Linked DNA regions of Oryctolagus cuniculus: region 2 is linked to region 1. Evidence: chromatin contacts called from public Micro-C data. All regions are on one chromosome and are shown on one strand. Each heading gives the region's core, a stretch centred on a gene start, on an enhancer-like site or on the middle of the called end of the contact. The rest is flanking DNA. Distances are from core to core; before and after follow the strand shown. Region 1 has its middle 120 kb from the start of IFNGR1. Region 2 has its middle 11 kb from the start of IL20RA.

Evidence for each region. Hi-C and Micro-C count contacts between places; a contact is called where the count stands out from the background.
Region 2: a Micro-C map of ear pinna shows a contact between it and region 1, with 4 times the contacts expected there. The contact joins two enhancer-like sites. A contact is called at or near these places in 2 of 6 Hi-C or Micro-C datasets (ear pinna and psoas muscle).

What each region holds. Positions count from the first base shown.
Region 1 is chr5:31,559,561-31,565,126 of mOryCun1.1, forward strand. No RefSeq gene overlaps it. Among named protein-coding and RNA genes, the nearest start is that of IFNGR1, 120 kb to the right of the region's middle. Within about 2 kb of position 1,336, at least 1 of the 8 cell types and tissues checked has an H3K27ac peak or open chromatin away from gene starts, as enhancers often do. A contact at or near this core is called in ear pinna, where this site is marked.
Region 2 is chr5:31,788,311-31,793,937 of mOryCun1.1, forward strand. No RefSeq gene overlaps it. Among named protein-coding and RNA genes, the nearest start is that of IL20RA, 11 kb to the right of the region's middle. Within about 2 kb of position 1,876, at least 2 of the 8 cell types and tissues checked have an H3K27ac peak or open chromatin away from gene starts, as enhancers often do. A contact at or near this core is called in ear pinna, where this site is marked.

The DNA of each region.
Region 1 (5,566 bases), core at 86-2,585:
CTGCCTTCTCTAGATTCTTGATCTGACAAAGTTCACCAATTCTTTTCTCACTCCACCTATTAATTAAACTCCTGATAAGTGAACAATTGAAGAAATGAGTAAAAGGAATGTTTATCTGACACCTCAGACCATATCTCATTTCCACGACAAAATATAAGGAAAAATTCTTCCTGGAAAAGAAAGCCATAGCACTTTCTGCCTCTCAAGAAAAGATTAACAATGCACTTTTATTTCACACTTTTGGTAGTAGTGTTCCTGAAAGAGAACAGAATGATATGCAAGTAGGCCAAAAAAAAAAGAAAGAAGAAAGAAGTGCAAAATGTGCAAAGATAAGAAAAGTAAAAGAATAGTTTTTGTGGTGGTGGGACCACCATCTACTGGATGACCTTAGTTGATTTGTACTCCTTGAATCTAATATTTTCTACTTCTGTTTCATTTACTCAAAAAAGAGGGGAAAAAGCAATAACTACCATCTTTTCTTTGGGACATGGTAAAGGGAAAATAAAAAATAAGAAGTCAATTCACAATGAAAATAAGAATGAAAAAGGAACCAACTATTTTTAAGCACCTATTACTTAGCTTTAGAGAGCCTTGTGGATGTGATCCTACTTTGTATCCAGTTCTACTGTACATGCTCTGTATTGCATACATTAAGCTTTTGGTCCCAGGCTGTTATTTACTCTTCCAAAGGGCAAAACTAATAAGTGGTTGAGTAGAATTATACCATAGATAGATAGATAGATAGATAGATAGATAGATAGAGTTAAACATAAGAATAAAATACAAAAACCCTAGATGCAATCTTCTCATGCTAAAAAGCTTTCCAAGTAAATATTATAAGTTTACCTGTACTAAATTGATGCAGAAAAAAAATTTTCTTCATGAATTTAAAAATTAACTGCTGAATTAATTCTTGTGTCACAAACTGGAGCACAAGGAGGTTGACACAGTACCCAGCCCCAGGGAGCTCTGAGTGTGGTGAGAGACATAAGTGTGTGATCAGTCAGTTAGGATTCAGCAGGGCATAGACTTGAGGCAGGGGTGAAGGATGCTCTTGGAGAAGGTTGGATGGGAGGGCCACTGAGTGAGGAAACCAGGTGAACAGAGACCTGAAGGACAGAACGTGGTGACTTCTGGGAACTAATATAGGCATCCGATGGCTGGGGTAGAGAGATGAGGGCAGAATTAAACATGAAAGAGCCGGAATAGCGCTAACCTGGAAGCTATGGCTGAGATTGGATTCATTCTAAAGAATTCTGAGTGTCTTGTGATGTGTCTGAGGGGTAGGCAGCATGGAGCCAAATGGCAGAGGAGCACAACGTTAGACAGGTGACCACATGCAGTAGGTTGTCTATTAGTTCACCATTTCTTTGTCCCTTCACTCATACTGTGCTCACCTATGGGAACACCGCTCTGCATAACCCCGCCCACTCGAGGAGGCCACAGAACTCACTCTGGCCAACAGCATCTCAGTAGATCCAACACAGATCATCTTCAAGCAGAAGCTTCAAGTGGGGCCACCTTGAGCGACTGCTGTGGACATGAGACTCCTTAGCCCCAGAGAGAAGCTGCTCCTTCAGCCTCAGTCCCAAAATGAGAAAATATGCCCGAGCTTGGTCAAAAGCAGGCAAGCCAAGGCAAACACAGGCAAACCCAGGCAAACCCAGCCACGCCCTGGATTGCCTTGCATGCCTCTTGTAATGTGAGCAAGAAGTAAATGTTTTGTTAAACAACTGTGATTTGTTGTCACAATACTTATTGACTAATCAATCAGGTAAAATGCCATGACAATCCAAATGAGGATTGATTGGAGCACAGATTAATAGTGACACCCAAGTTGTCTTTTTTTTTTTTTTTTTTGATTAGTGATATTTGAGGGCTCTTTAAGAAATAACCAAAAAGAGCTTAGTAACTAGAGAAGAATATGAAAAATATAGAGGAGTGAATTATGACATCCAGATTTCTTAAGCAGTAACTAGACAGAGGAAGCAAAATTTTTAAGTGGATTCTTTGGTGGGTGCCAAGAAAATAAGTTAAGACTGACAAATATTTTCCCACATGTGTGTAATTATAATTAGTAAAGTGACTATCATCCATCTCTATTAAGCATCTAACAAGTGAAAATAAGCTTAATTTGCATGAAAAGAGGTTATTACATTCAAGAATAGCTCTTCTGACTAAAAAGGTTGTTAGTTATGAGAATGCATTATCCATGGTATTCAAGGAATTTTCTTTTACAGGATATATTTAGTTCCAGATTAGACATGGAAGTTTCAAAATTAATTATGAAGGAAGATCATTTCTAGTGGTGTGATTTTACACCCAGTCTTTCCTCGTCCCCAGTTACTTTGATGATGTTTATTTTATCTCTCTGGGTCTTCATTTTGCCTTCTGTAAAATCAGGCCAGGAAACTAGATGATTCTGAATACCCTCTGCAGTTTGGAAGTAGGAAAAGAGACACCCCCTCCTTGGCCCGCAGGATATAATAGGAAAAGCCACTGCCTGGGTTATAAGTGAGGCATTGGGATCTATGGCAAAGAAGCCTACATACAGCATCCTTTTATATATTGATGCCAATACTGAGAGAGAGAGAGAGAGAGAAATAGAGAGAGGGAGAGTCTTAAACCAGAAATATGTCCTTTCTCCTGAAAGGAAAAAAGCCCAATTAAAATTATTTTTAACATAATTAAAATGTGTAAAAATGATTGAGAGATGTAATTTTTGTGACTTTTTTTCCTGTGACTATAAATTCCAAATATCTAATGCCTTAATCCTTATTGCATTTAAACTTTATAGTTTGGCTTGAGTTACTACTATACTTTGCCCTGAGAAAACGTTTAGAATAAGCAATACCTACATTTGACTTTAGACCTAGTTCAGCATAAAACATGATATGCAATATTCAGACTTCTTGGAGTTGACAACTGAATTGCTTTTGCAACTGTGTGACCCTAAATAACCAGGTTCTTGAAGTATGAGTTAATATCATTCAATATTTGCTTATAAAATGTCTGGCGCATCTTAAGTATTCCCCCGATAATGAGTCATTCATTGGCACTGTCACGTCTGGTCTATGGTGGAGAGTGAATGAAGCAGGCACTTTCAAAGCTGATCTCAACGCTAACTGGAACACTAAGCTACCAACCAGTTAGCAGTATTTCTTGAGCAGAGGGTTCTGCAAGTTCAGCCTCTGTGTAACACAGAAGGAAAGGCAACCAGTGTTAGAAAATACTGTGCCACCTTAGACCCAAAGTGGAAGTGAAGCTTCAAGTTGAAAACCAAACGCAAACAAAATGTAGGAAGTTTTCTGATAGTAGTGTTCCTCAAATCCTAAAAATAAATAAGAACATGCTGACTCTTGATTTACTAAGGATTAAGTAATAGGCGGTCTGAAATACAGAGGGAGAGGTATAACCATGAATTGTGAAATAATTACCTTGAGTTCCAACCCAACTATGCCCCACATGGCTAACAGAGAGTTTTTTTAACTTTTATTTAATAAATATAAATTTCCTAAGTACAACTTTTAGATTATAGCAGTTTTTCCCCCCATAACCTCCCTCCCACCCTCAACCATCCCATCTCCCACTCCCTCTCCCATCCCATTCTTCACCAAGATTCATTTTCAATTATCTTTATATACAGAAGATCAACTTAGTATTAGGCTCAGAGTTAGTAGGGAGTAATTTTTCTGAGTTGAAATATAGCTACTGTGTAACTTTGTGCATAGTAGATATGCAACAAAAGGGTTAAAAACCCTCAATTGAGTATAGGAAAATTAGCTATTGCTCTATTTAACCCAACCTATTCCACATGGAATATGACTATATCAGAAGATTTCATACTGCTAATTATTTGCAAGTGAGTCAATAGTATTTCAGTGAGAGGGAAAAAAGGTCAAACACTGGTTATTTAAGGGCAAGCATTAAATGCAGTCATTAAGAAGCCACTTGGAATGCTCACATTCCATACCAGAGTGTGTTGGTTTGTGTGCCAACACTGCTTCCAATTCCAGCTTCCTGCTCATGTACACCCTAGGAGGCAGCAGGTGATGGCTCAAGTATTTGGGTCCCTGCCACCCACGTGGGAGAGTCAGCTTGAGTTTCAGGTTCCTGGCTGAGGCCCTGTCCCAGTTGTTCTGAGTATTTGGGGAGTGAACCAGCAGGTGGAAGAGTTATTTCTGCCTATAAATTAAAAAAAAATTAATCATGGTTATTTCAGTTCTTAATATAATCAAATGAAATACTGATCTTGGTTTACCTAATGAAAACACACATCATGATAATACTGAGCATTTATGGAGCATATGTCTACTAGGCATCATTCTGAGCACAGTGGGGTATGTATGCACGTGTGTGTGTGTCCATTTCATTCTCACAAGGACCATACAAGGTAGGTAGTATTATTATCCCCATCTTACATATGAGGAAACTGAGGCAGAAAGGTTAAGCAACTGACTTAAGATCACACAGTTAGTAAGTTTCATTCATAACTCAGACACAAGCACCTTATCTCCATTATAACAAAATACTATGATGTACCTCCAAACTAACTAGTATTTATTTCATTCAAATCTCTCTCCTAAGACTAGTATTTCCCCAAGGTTTAGTGTGACAACTCAAACCAAATCTCATGGTGCTAAATATTCTCCTTAGTTTAAAAGTCCTGTGAGGATGAGCATTTGGCTTAGTTGGTTAAGACACCAGTTATGACGCCTACATTCCATATTGGAGTGTCTGGGTTTGATCCTCAGGAACAGCTCTTTATTCCTGCTTCCTGCCAGTGCAGACCCTGGGAGGCAATGGGGATGGTTCAAGTAGCTGGATTCCTGCCACTCACATAGAAAACCTGAATTGAGTTCCCTGCACTTGGCTTCAGAATGGCTGATGTAAGCCAATCACTGCAGGTATTTAGGAGAACCACAGGTGGGAGTTTCCTCTTCCTCTCTTTCTCTCTGCCAGTCAAATTTTTTTTAAAAAATCACAAAAATATTTAATTGCAATTAAAATAAAATCTGCTTTCAATGGATTTCAAATCCCAAGCTCAATTTAACCTATCCTTCCACCTTATACCATGAAAAACAAAATGAAAAATTTACAAGAAGGATCTGCAAAATCTTTCATGGAAAATATGTATTATGAAAAACCATGTACAGACTTCAAAATATTTTGCATCAAAATAAACTTTTTTTTTAACTTTTATTTAATGAATATAGATTTCCAAAGTACAGCTTATGGACTACATTGGCTTCCCCCCTGCCCATGACTTCCCTCCCACCTGCAACCCTCCCCTTTCCCGCTTTCTTTCCCCTTCCATTCATATCAAGATTCATTTTCAATTTTCTATATATACAGAAGATCATAAACTTATTTTTTAATTCTGTTTTTCCACAATTTTTTGAAGTCCCCTCATATATTAATGATCACTTTATTATCTGATCATCCAAACTTTGAATGGAGGCAGATCAAAAATTGAATTCAAAAGGAATTGAGACATGGAAGTTTATTAGACCTTTAGTTTATGTCTCTATATCTTTCAATTTTATTTGATGTAAATAAAATGATA
Region 2 (5,627 bases), core at 626-3,125, 230 kb after region 1:
TAAACAGGCATACTGCCTGAGAGCTGACACATTCTGATCGAGATGTAAGGGGTCGGGGGAGGCAAAGATTCTTTTAATAATTTCCTACTCTCCCCAATTGAAAGCAAGAGAGTCACAGAGTAACACGCTTTTCATTCTTACGCCGGGCAGGGTGTAAAAAGAATTGTGCTTCTTCAGCAAAACAAAACAAAAAAAGGACTCAAGTATTGTCATATTTCTTTTCTGAACCTAGATTTGAGCAGGGCCATTCCATCTGATTGTAATTCCTGTAGGTAAGCAGATGGGCAGGCAGCACACAGAGAATTATAATAATCTATGTGGGGTGTTCCAAAGACATGAGTTAATGCTTTGAAACCCATAAAGCTCGGGGTTTTATGAAGATGAACCGCATTATAGACCCACATGGAGCACACGCATGTGCTCCTGAAAATCACCCCCCACTGAATCAACTGCTCAGCTCATCTGCACCCCTGACCTTCGGGAAATGACCTAGGAGACGCATCCCGCATCCATAGTACAACAAAACTGTGCATGGGTTTCAAACTGTTTTTGTACCAAAATACACTCATCTTTGAAAAGCATGTTTTGCTTTTGACAGGCACAGTGATGTAGGGAGAGCAGGAGAGAGAGAGAGAGAGAGAGAGAGAGAGAGAGCCAGCTCCCATCACTGGTCTAGTTCCCAAATGCCCAGAAAGGCTGAGACTGGGCCAGTGCTGAAGCTGGGAGCCAGGAGCTTAGTTCAAGGCCTCCACATGGGTGGCAGAAACCCAATGACTTGAGCTAAAACCTGCAACCTCCCAGGTCCAGCACTGATAGGGAGCTGGAATCCCGAGCTAGAGCCAGGAAAAGAACCCAGGCGCTCTGATGTGGCATGTGAGCATTTTAACCCATAGACCAAATGCCTTCTGCCTGGTTTAAGATTTTGGTCTTTGATGAAACACTGAAATGTAGCAAGGACTTCATTGGTTGTGTCTCTACTGCAGCCACAGCCCTAAAACAGTATGCAGCACAGCGGAAGAGATTACTCACCAAGTTTCTGTTGGAAGTGGAATAAGTGGAGTGCACAAGAAACCCAGTGGGTCCTCTGCACGCAAGGGTTCTGGGTCTGCAGGCTCATTCGACCACAGAGGAAAAAGCATTTAGGGAAAAACGCATCTCTTCTGAGCCCACAGACGTTTCTTCCTTATCCTTATTCCCCCCAATAGTGAAGTCGAACAACTACACTTGGCGTTTGCATTGTATTGGGTACTGTAAGTAATCCAGAGATGGTTTAAAACGCACGGGAGGGAGTGCCTAGATTACATGCAAAGAGTTGGTGAGTTTACAGAAGTGGCGGGAGTCTGCACAGATGTGGGCTTCCTGCGGGCGGCGGTGGAAGTCCTAGAACCTACCCTGCCGCCAACACCACCTCCCGATACTGAGAGATGACTGAATTCCTAAAAGGAAGACAGCCAGCTTCTTGAAAGGGAAGAGAAAGGTGGGCTTAAACAGCCTCAAGGGGGAAGGCACCAGGAGACGTAGCAGCCGGCCGACCCCACTGTTATGTGATTCTTCATGCCACTAGCTGAAGAGGAACTGACTCAAACTGCAGCCTCGTGACACTCAGAAGTTTGTTAAATGTGAGAGCAAGTGTCCTGGTGCAGCGGAAGCTGGCCATTGACCCTTGTTTTCCATTACATAACTTCTCTGTGTCTTAACGGCGGGACGTGGGTGTGCCGTTTGAATGAAGCCTTGCTTCCAAGCCTGCTCCTGCAGATACGTCCGTCACCGTTTGACTGACAGATCCCTGGCAGCTGCCTTCCTTCTCTGGAGCGAGGTCTTGTGGGCAGAGACTAAAGCTGAGAGCCTCACTTGAGACCACTCGTCCCTTCTAAATCTTTCTGTGCTGCTCAGAACCAAAAATCAATTTTATGTAGGAACAGTAAGTGATTCCATATTGAGCAGACCCGTCCAGGTGAGTCGGTGCCCTCTGTCGCGGTTGTAAACCAGGAGGCTGCATACTCAGGAGGGAAGACTCAGTGGGACCCCAACACACAAAGTCCTGCCCACCTCTCCCACCCCGAGAAGCAGGAGCGTGAGCGAAGAGCGACACCTAGCGGCGCTCTCGTGCCTCTCGCTGTGCAGAGCGCTCTCGCCCTCCTGCGCCCACCACGGGAACCCCGAGAAACTACAGGAGGGTTCTGATTGCACCCCAGTTTCTACCCACAACACGTATGCTTCCTATTCGCCACCTTTTGCCTTTAGGATAAGCTCTCATGTCTCTCTGGAGTTCCACTGCTTAAAGCAGCGTCATAAAAGGTAGTACCTGAGGATGCTTAACAGTGGAGAAAAGGTAAAATTCCAAAATTGTGCTTTTTCTTGGTTTTCAAAATCAGGTGTCATTCAGTCAACAAATGCTTAACTATGCACCTGCTAAGTGCCAACCAGTGAGTGAAAGAGGAAATCTTAGCCCCTGGAGGTTATGCTCTTGCGGGAAAAGACAGTAACTTCACACACGTGTGTACACACACACATGTATACATACACAGACATCTCCTAATATTGGGTCATTTTAAGAGCAGAAGAGAACAAGGAAACTACGTAAGGCCCAGAGTTTGACAAGGGGATTGGTGTTCTTTGGGGTGGGGTCTGAGGACATTGAGCAGAAACCAAAATTAAGTGAGGGGTCAGGTCAAGAGAATTCCAAAGAGAAAAGCAATTGAAAGGTGATTTTCATGCAGAATCAAGCGTCTAGAGAAAACTGAAAATTAAATCCTTGGGACTGAAATAAAAACAATTATACTTGACAGCAATCCACATCTGTTATAGTTAAAGAAGAAAAGAAGTGAGGAGGCTAAGTGCTGTTTCCATGTTTTAAAGACGTGAGGCACAAAGCTGACCACAGGCAGCCTTTGAATTGGAAACGCAGGCACCAAGTGACACAGTGCGGGCTCATCACAAAATGCCACTGTTGACAATGCAGTTCAAGGGAAAGGCAGAGACTGTTAGGCAGGGGTGGCTCCTCTGCTGCTGCGGCCCCCATAGCTTCATTCAGCCTGTGTTTGTGCCTGCTCACAGATGAAATCACATGGTAATGGTCTTTTTGCATTGGGTTCTTTTCCATCTGTGAAATTCACGTTACTGCATGTAGCAGTAATTTATTTATTTTCATTGCTGTCTGGTATTTCATTATATGAATATACTACAGTTTATACAACCAATAAACTTTTGGTTTATTTCTTGCTTGAGGTCATTATGACTAATTATGTTAATATTTTTGGACATGTCTCTTGGTTAAAAACAAAACCTTTATTTTGGTTGAGTATATATTCAGGATTTCAGTGATTGATTTGTAAGCTGGACTGGTTACATAATTAGAATTCAGTGCCAATTGAAAATGCAAGGTCATTCATTTAAAGAATTGGGGGAAAATGCCATTAAAGGAATAGAAATATAAAGCTTTTCTGGTTTTTCTCCACAATATCTATCTAGATCTCTCTCCCTTTCCTTCAATCTCAACTTATCATTGTATTTATCTGCTATTTAATGTCACCCTATGTAAGAAAAAAAGTTAAATGTTAAAATAGTAGCTTGAATATAATCATTCATTTTTATATTGCAATGCTAATTTTAAATGCTGATGTAAGAACATTTAACATGTATGCAAGAGCACCAAATTGCATAATTCATAGACTGTAGCTTATCTATGCATATGCATCTCATTCTTGAAAATGTCATATGACCCAGCAATCCCACTCCTGGGAATTTCCCCAAGGGAAATGAAATCAGCATATGAAAGAGTGATCTGTACCCCCATGTTCACTGCAGCTCAATTCACAATAGCTAAGGTACGGAATCAACCCAGATGAACATCAACTGATGATGAGATAAAGAAATTATGGTATATATACGCTCTGGAATACTACTGAGCCATAAAGAAGAATGAAATCCTGTCTTTTGCAACAAATGGATGCAACCAGAAATCATTACACTTAGTGAAATAAGCCAGTCCCAAAAGGATAAATTCCACGTTTTCCCTGATCTGTGGTAACTAGTAGAGTGCCAAAAATATAATGTATAGGAGTGAAACTGACATTGGTCTTCAATGTTTGTTTACAGCCCTTGTCTCTACTGTTGAGAAACAGTGTGGTTTTTTTTTTTTTCTTTATACTATTTGTGGAACTCTTTACTTAGTGTAGGGTTAATTTTGTGAGTAAATAGTAGACAGAAAGTAGATCATTGTAACAATTAAGAGTGGGAATAGGAAAGGAAGGAAGAGGAGCAGGGGCAAGGGGTATCACTATGTTCCTAAACCTGTATCCATGAAATACCGGAAATTTGTAAACCTCAAATAAAATGTTTAGAAAAGCAAAAACAAATGAAAACAAAAAAAATGCCACAGAAAACTAAGTGAAATACTTTAGTTTCACTTTAAGCATGTGTCTTATGCTACCACCTTCTACCTTTATTTGACAGGTGAGAGAGGACTGAAAGGAAAAAAGAGCTATGGATTACCTTATCTTTCCTGTTCTGTCTCTGTGACCATCTGTAGCATGTATGGCTGACAAATGCAAAGAAGCAAGATCTTGAGAAAGGCTATGATAGGATTCTTTGATTTTCTGAGTGTTTCTTAAAACCGCCTTGCCTTCTTTGGGTCTTCAAAGCAAGTTCTGGTTCAAATGAAGACGACGGCTCTACAGCTTTTGCAGTCCCCCACTTACCGTGTACTCCTTTGAGTCCCATCCAACTCAGACACGCTGGCTCCACCGGAATTTCATGCTCCTGTGGGATAGCAAATGCTACCGATGAACAGGGTAACCAACATGGCAGACATGCAAACTGCTTGGATACATGCGCCACAGTCTCCCAAAACTTGATTTACGTAAAACAGGATTAAAGATAAAATGATGAAGAATTTCAAGATATCAACAGCAAAGCATTTAACTTGTATTCTCTTGGTGACCAGAAGTGTTAAGAGGCCTGTTTTCTCTTTTGATATCTTCCTCCTCTGTAAGGTATCTGCTCAAACTCTGGCCCATTCTTTTTTAAAGAAAGCTTTTATTTAATAAATATAAATTTCATAGGTACAGCTTTTGGAATATAGCAGTCCTTCCCCCATTCCCAGCCTCCCATCCACAAACCATCGCACCTCCTACTCCCTCTCCCATCCCATTCTTCATTAAGATTCATTTTTAACTATCTTTATATAGAGAAGATCAACTCTATATTAAGTAAAGATTTTAACAGTTTGCACTCACACAGACACACAAAGTATAAAGTACTATTTGAAGACAAGTTTTATCATTAATTCACATTGTACAAAACATTAAGGACAGAGGTCCTACACGGGGAACAAGTGCTCAGTGACTCCTGTTGTTGATTTAACAATTGACACTCTTATTTATGACATCAGTGACCACCCGAGGCTCTTGTCATGAACTGCCAAGGCTATGGAAGCCCTTTGAGTCCACAAATTCTATCAGCATTTAGACAGGGCCATAATCAAAGTGGAAGTTCTCTCCTCCCTTCAGAGAAAAGTACCCCCTTCTTTGATGTCTTGCCCATTTTCATATTGGCTATCTATCCATCTTTTCTTCTGGCTGATCAGTAGGAGTTATATTTTCTGCATTTTATGTACATGTGAGTAC